2 separate regions of the Mus musculus genome follow, and region 2 is linked to region 1. A link is a contact called in public Hi-C data. All regions are on one chromosome and are shown on one strand. Each heading gives the region's core, a stretch centred on a gene start, on an enhancer-like site or on the middle of the called end of the contact. The rest is flanking DNA. Distances are from core to core; before and after follow the strand shown.

The links. Hi-C and Micro-C count contacts between places; a contact is called where the count stands out from the background.
Region 2: a Hi-C map of bone marrow-derived macrophages shows a contact between it and region 1, with 16 read pairs. The contact joins the enhancer-like site here to the promoter of Endov in region 1. A contact is called at or near these places in 1 of 39 promoter capture datasets (neural stem cells), 3 of 484 Hi-C or Micro-C datasets (CD8 T cells, bone marrow-derived macrophages and olfactory sensory neurons), 8 of 115 datasets of contacts at active chromatin or transcription factors (astrocytes, embryonic forebrain, embryonic hindbrain and 5 more) and 2 of 9 other capture datasets (adipose tissue and macrophages).

Annotation. Positions count from the first base shown.
Region 1 is chr11:119,489,307-119,492,707 of GRCm38.p6, reverse strand. Endov (endonuclease V) reads right to left here and starts at 1,361. Exons shown (of 9, transcript NM_001164636.1): 1 at 1,249-1,361; 2 at 752-923. The coding sequence starts at 1,304. It overlaps A930037H05Rik (RIKEN cDNA A930037H05 gene), which reads left to right and starts at 1,473. Exons shown (of 4, transcript NR_153849.1): 1 at 1,473-1,665.
Region 2 is chr11:120,069,155-120,072,525 of GRCm38.p6, reverse strand. Cep131 (centrosomal protein 131) reads left to right here. Exons shown (of 26, transcript NM_009734.3): 11 at 22-116; 12 at 467-649; 13 at 991-1,167; 14 at 1,624-1,734; 15 at 1,916-2,041; 16 at 2,121-2,237. Among named protein-coding and RNA genes, the nearest start is that of Cep131, 16 kb to the left of the region's middle. Within about 2 kb of position 1,280, at least 24 of the 459 cell types and tissues checked have an H3K27ac peak or open chromatin away from gene starts, as enhancers often do. A contact at or near this core is called in bone marrow-derived macrophages, where this site is marked.

The DNA.
Region 1 (3,401 bases), core at 112-2,611:
TGTCCCCTCAGAAATCCTATAAAAGCACTGCCCCTTTGTCCAGTTTCCTGCTGTCTGCCCCCCCCCCCCCCCCCCCCCCCCCGAGAGCAGAGGGCAGCCATTCCTAGATTAGTCCCTCCTCCTCCTCCTGGAGTCTTCCCTCCAATAAATCTCTTTCATAAAATTTCCTGCTTGGTGTAACTCTCCTGTCAGAAAAGAAGCAAGGAAGAGAAGAGAAGAGAAGAGAAGTGGAGAGAGCGGGGCTGAGGCTTCCTCTCAGAGCTGTGTGGTTCCCGGGTCCTTGTGTCTCACGATGCCTTTCCATTGGGACACCTTTCCCCTCAGAATTTTAAGGTCCCTGGGCTTCCGAGTCCCTTCCATCTGATCAGAAACACAACAACCAGACCTGGAATTGTCTGTCGATCCTTTAAAAACTACTTTTAATTCACCATTTGTGTACATATATGTAGACCCGTGGGAGTTTATGTACATCACAAGCATCCTGGTGCCCATATTTCCTCTGCTTTTTGCTTTTGAAAACTTTTCTTCAAAGGCATTCCAATCTATTCATTACACTCTACAAACGGGGTGGAAGTGTATCAGTCCCTTGCCTAACACATTCGAGGGCCTGAGTCGGCTTCCTAGCATCAAATATATATATATACACTACGGGGTGCAAGTATTAAAAAAAAAAAGTAAATTTTATAAAACTGGACCCTGGCTCTCTGCCTACGATCGAACTGCACCGGGCGCAACATCCCACCCGGGTTACCTTGAGCTCGGGGTAGCTCAGCACTACCAGGGAAGCGCAGGCCCGGACACTGTCCCCTTTCACGAAGGACACATCCACGCCCCCGACCTTCTGCAGGCCCGAGAAGCTGGGGTCCCGCTGCCAGGCCTCCGTGTCCCGATCCACCACGCGCGCTTTCAGCCGGGCTTGTTCCCTAATAGGACACGAACATCAAACGGGCTCAGGGCCCATGGGAAGAGCGCGACGCTCGGGGCGTCCCCCCTCCCAGCCCACCCTCTCTCCTTTTTGTCCATCAAGCCACACTGAGAAGGAAAAGCTCTCGGCGATGGGAATCCCCGGTACCGGAAACGAGGACCACGCCCACAAAGGCTGGCTGCAACTTCCGGCAGCCGGCGGCCCGGAGCAGGCCTGTGCCGCAGCACCGAGGGTCAGTTTCCCAGCCGCCACAGGGGCTGTGAGGTCGGAGGTCACTGGAGAAGGCCACCCCCTTGGCTAATGCACGACCCCGACCCCATTACCCTTTCCACAGCGACAGGGTTTCCTCTGGCGGCCGCTCAGCGGCCGTGTGAGCCATGGCTAGCGCCTCGAGGCTTTGAGGACGTCACTTCCGGAGCGCCGGCGCCGAGCTGTTAGCCTCGCTCGTTTAGCGTCCCTCCGCTTCAGCTGAGGTTGCCGCCACCAGGGGCCGCTGTCACAGCAGTGCTGGGCGCCGAGCGCTGACTTCTTCCCGCGCGACTCTCTCAGATGCCGGCGTCCCGTCCCGTAGGTGGGTTGGCGCACAGGTTTGGGAAATGCAAGCCCAGCTCTGCGCCTTACCTGGCGCCTCCAGCCCTCCAGCAGCTTCGGCCCCGCTCTGAAAAGATTGGCCAGCAGTTGCATCCCTCGCACACACGGAGCCCTGAGCCCTGGGGTAACGCGGTTCCAATTACTGCCAGGTTCGGGTCCGCACATCGACACATTGCGTATGAGCACGCGCTTGCGGAGCAGAAAACCTCTGTGCAAACTTGAGACACCTTTGCAGCATAGATTTTTTCAGTTGTACCGATTGTGAGAAATTAGTCCGGAATAAGAACTCAAAAACCAGTGAAGTCGAGGGTCCTGGGCGTGGGCGCACTCCATTAATTCCAGCATTTGAGTAAAGAGGATCCCTGAATACGAGGCCAGCCTGGTTTACAGTAATTGAGTTCTAAGACAACCAGGACTACACGGAGAAATCCCATTTCGAAAAAACAAAAACAAAGGATCCTCCAGACCAGGGTGTGTGTGTGTGTTAGTTAGGGTTCTTCTAGAGGAAGAGAACCGATAGAAAATACATAAAGGGGATTTAGAGCTTGCCATAAGCAGGCAAAAAACAAAAGCTTCCTTCTTTCATGTCTTTTTATACAGGCTGCCACCAGAAGGTGTGTCCTAGATAGAGGGCAGGTATCTGGACTCTTAGGTTTTAGTTCATTCCAGATATAGCCAAGTCCACAAACAAGATTAGGCACTACAGGGTGTCAACCCAAAACAAAACGCAAAGTTGGCTATGCTCAACGATTTGGTGCAGAACTGTAGTTTTTATATTCTTGATTGCATTAGTCTGCCTCATTCATTTCCTGCTGGGTGAGTACTTAATGAGGACCAGTCTTTCTGTTTCTAGTATAGGTCTCTTACCCCAAATACCCATCCTGTCCGTTTAGTACCCAGAGCCTTACCTAATGTGTATCTCCCTCTCAATGACATGAGCTCAGCAGACTGTAGTGTTTTTTTTTTTTCTTAGAGATTTATTTTCATTCTTGTAAGTCTGGTAACGAATGCAGGTGCCCACGGAGACCAGAAGAGTTAGATTCCCCTGGAGCTCAAGTTACAGGAGCCTGTGGTCCTCTTGACATGGGTGCTAGGCATTGAATTTGGGCCCTCTGAAACAGCAGCACATATTTGGCAATTGCTGAACCAGCTCTCCAGCTCTAGATTGTAGCCTTTTGTTTGTCTTTACCTTAAGACAAAAGAGCCAAGGCCAGCAGGTACCAGCAGGAAGGACTGGGGTTTGCGACCTCTTGCTTTTTTATGATCTGGTAAACTTAAGTGTATCTAAGGTACCTTCTCTGGTATTAGAAACGGATGGTTCATATTTTATTTCTTAGACCAGTAGTTCCTTAGGGATCTCTTCCTTCTGAGTTCTGGGAAATGCTGGCATTGAGTCCAGAACAAGAAAATGGGAGAGTATGTAGAACTGTACTGTGCTGTTGTGAGGGAAAAATCATAAACAAACATGGGAAGAGGACTTTGAACTGGAGGTGGGAATGGCCTGTGTGAGGCTTGGGAGACCTGAAAGTTGTCCCACAGCTCCCTAAAGGACTTTGGCACTTAATGCTTACTGTGGGGTAGATTGTCACTTTCTTCAGTGGTGTGGCCACTGTTGCCACACACACAAGACACAAGGAAGTAGGAGGACCCTTGTTGGGATGAGTGGTTTCAGTAGGGAGGAAGGGGATGAGTGAGGCAATGGGGATGGAAATGATTAGAATTCATCATCATCCATGCACAGGACAAAGAAGAAAGAGTGGGAATGTGGCGGGCAGAGGGAACAACGGTATAAATGTCCCGACGCGGGAGTGTGTGGGTGAGTGTGGTGAGCATGGTGAGTGTACAAATGCAGTAAGTGTGCAGGTGAGTGTGGTGAGTGTGCAGG
Region 2 (3,371 bases), core at 31-2,530, 580 kb before region 1:
ACAGTGCATTCTGTTTTACAGGTGCCAGCATCTACCCCACAGGCCCCGCGGACCCCTGCCCTCCTGCCTCTGAATCATCTCCAGAGCAATGGCAGTCTCCAGAGGACAAGCCACAGGTCTGGACATGTCCGTGCCTGGCTGGCCTAAGCTTCTCCTCAGCTTTGGGGTCCTTTGTTTCCTGAAAGAGCCCAAAGGGCTGCTGTTGTGGTGTGAGACAGAGGCCTGCTGATCTTGCTATGGGGAGGTCTCAGATCCACTCTGAAATCCTGCCAGTTCACATTCATTAGGGGACAGCAAGGCCACAGGCTGCTCAGTGTGACACTGGGCCGGAACCTTTCTCCTTTGAGGACAGCACCTGAGTCATGTGCCAAGTGGTGGATGCACTGGCCCACGGGGACCATGGGTGCGTGGGGTGACTTAGCTACCTCTGGCCTGACCTCTCTCCCTCCTGACCTGTCTACTACAGGACATCCATTCCCAGGGGGAAGCCAGACAAGACCTGGCAGTGTCAGGCTCTTCCAGGGGCAAGGCCAGGGCCAGAGCAACCCTGGACGATCTTCTGGACACACTGAAGCTGCTGGAGGAGGAGCCAGAGCCGCTGCCTCACCCCAAGGCCTACCATAAGGACAGATATGCCTGGACTGACGAGGTGAGCAGGCGCTGGGCACTCACACCATCCCCTGCAGGGAGGCCTCCATGCAGGTCAGGGGAGCATGGGCCACCATGTTCCTGCTTTAGTTGAGACCTAACAAGGTCCAGCTGTGCCTGTTGACTCCCTCCTGTCTGGTCTCCTTGAGGTTGGGACACAGTGACCCAGGAGGGTACACACCTCTCCTGCTGTGGCAATACTCTCAAAGGTCTGAGCACCTAGGGAGGCCACGGCCACAGCAAGGCCTGCCCCACATACACACACACACACAAACACTGCCCCTGTCCCTGAGGGACCCTAAGTTCTCAGGCTCCTCTGAGCCCCCAATGCTGGCCCTGCAGGAAGAGGATGCCAACTCCCTGACAGCTGACAACCTGGAGAAGTTTGGGAAACTCAGCGCAGCCCCTGGCCCCCCTGATGACGGGACCCTGCTCTCGGAGGCCAAGCTTCAGAGCATTATGACCTTCCTGGATGAGATGGAGAAGTCAGGACAGGAGCGGCCAGCACCCTGGCGGGAGGTAGTCAGCCGCCACAATGGGAAGTGATCATTCGAAAGGCCCCAGTGCAGCCTCCCTGAGCCCCAAACAGAAGTGAAAGCCAGCAGGGCCGCCTTGTTCTGCCCTGGCATCCTCTCTAGAGGTCATCCTGTCCACGTGGGTGGTCTGTGGTCTGTGTCCTGAATGAACAGCGGTGACCACAATGAAAACAGGGATACGGCTTGTTTTCATGGGGCAGGAAGGTCAGGAGAGGGCAGACCAGGCCTCGTGGTCTGTGTTTGAGCATCGAGGTATAGGCCTCCTCTGCACTGATTAATAAACCCGGTCTCCATGGCTGACCTGTTGCCCAGGTGTCCCACATAGCTGTCCCCTCGCAGCGGGGTGGGACAGGGGGCATGTAGTGACTCCCTGTGGAGGGTGGGCATCAGGTAGGCAGTAACTGCTGGGTGGCCTGCCTGAGGACTGCCATATCCTTAGAGCCTGGTGCTAGAGGCGGGCTCAGGATCCGAGGGAAGCACGTCTGTGATGCGGCTGAAGCTGGAGCTGGAGGAGAAGAAACAGGCCATGGCTCTGCTGCAGAGAGCTCTGGTGAGACCATGAGCTGTCATCCCAGGGCCACGCTGGGACGGGGCCTGACCATGAGCCATCACCCCAGGGCCACGCTGGCACGGGGCCTGCCAGCATCTTGCCCAGGGGTCAGAGCCATTGCTGCCCCACACGGCAGGGATTCAACACCACCATCTCCTGTCTATCCCCCCTCCTCCCACAGGCGCAACAGCGTGACCTCACTGTTCGACGTGTTAAGGAGACAGAGAAGGAGCTGACCCGGCAGCTGCGGCAGCAGAAGGAGCAGTATGAGGCCACCATCCAACGGCACTTGTCCTTCATTGACCAGGTGACAGTCGGGGACGCAGTGCTGGCCCACTGAGGGACCGGAGGGTGGACACCAGATCCTCACCCTACCCCTATCACAGCTGATTGAAGACAAGAAAGTTCTGAGCGAGAAGTGTGAGGCAGTGGTGGCCGAGCTGAAGCACGGGGACCAGCGGTGTCGGGAGCGCGTGGCCCAGATGCAGGAGCAGCACGAACTGGTGAGCTCCTTGGCCGATGCCAGGCTGTGATGAGGTCCCTGGGGCAGTGGCAGCCCTGGCTATCCTGGAACTCACACTATAGACCAGGCCAGCCTTGAACTCACAGAGACACCCGCCTGTCTCTGTCTCCTCAGCATCCACTACTGCCTGGCCTGCCTTTGTTCCCTTGTTTGTTATTTTGGAGGGAGTTGGGGGCTGGGAGATGTGTGTGTGTGTGTGTGTGTGTGTGTGTGTGCGTGTGCGTGTGCGTGAGCGTGTGTGTAGTCCTGTTCCTTCTTCTTGAACTGCATCCAGGTGTTCAACAGGGACAGGTGCTGAGGCGTGGACAGCCACATCCCAGGTCAGCATGCACAGCCTACCTGGCCCTTCACACAGGACATGCCATGGACTCAGGAGTCCAAGCCTGGCCTACTCCAGTGGCAGGTGTCCTGGGTGACAGAACCTGCTCAGTGCAGCTGCACCAGGCTCCTCCAGCTCCCTCCTGATTGGCCTGCAGATGCTGGTTAACTAACTCTGACTCAGCCACCTGGCTATGCTTCTCTCTGAAGTCACCCTAGACTGGAGCCCAGACCCCATGTGAGGGTGGGCTGACTGTCTAAAGAGACCCCAGTGGTCATCACCCCCAGCCAGAGTTAGAGACAGAAGTTCTCGGCTGGTCCTTTCAGCTTCAGCAGGAATGGAGTCACCGCTCCACAGCAGCCCAGGGAACTCCCTTGCCCTTAGGGACCTTCCTCTCAGGCATCCCCGTGGCAGAGAATTTCAGTGTAAAGCACAGTTGGTGCGTGTTAAGAAACTTGCCTGTTCTTAGCACAGGAGTTGATGGATGAGCCCAGGCGGCCTGCAGGGGGGAGTGGGAGGAGTCTGGCTGACTCTGGGAGGGTCGGGCTTTCTGCACGGTGGGTGTGTGTAAGATCCTCCGTTGTTAGAGTGGACAGCGTGCAAGGCTTACGGGTTACAGACGCTCTTCCTGTAAGTGAGCTTGTAATACATGAGGTGAATGTGAATATCTGAATATCTGAGGCTGTCACTTAAATCTGGGGAAGAGAGAATAGCTCAGGCAAAGCTATAAACCATTCTGGCCTTAAGTGTGCCTTCTGGTTTCAATGGTTTTTGTTGGTGGCATCTCTAAGAAAA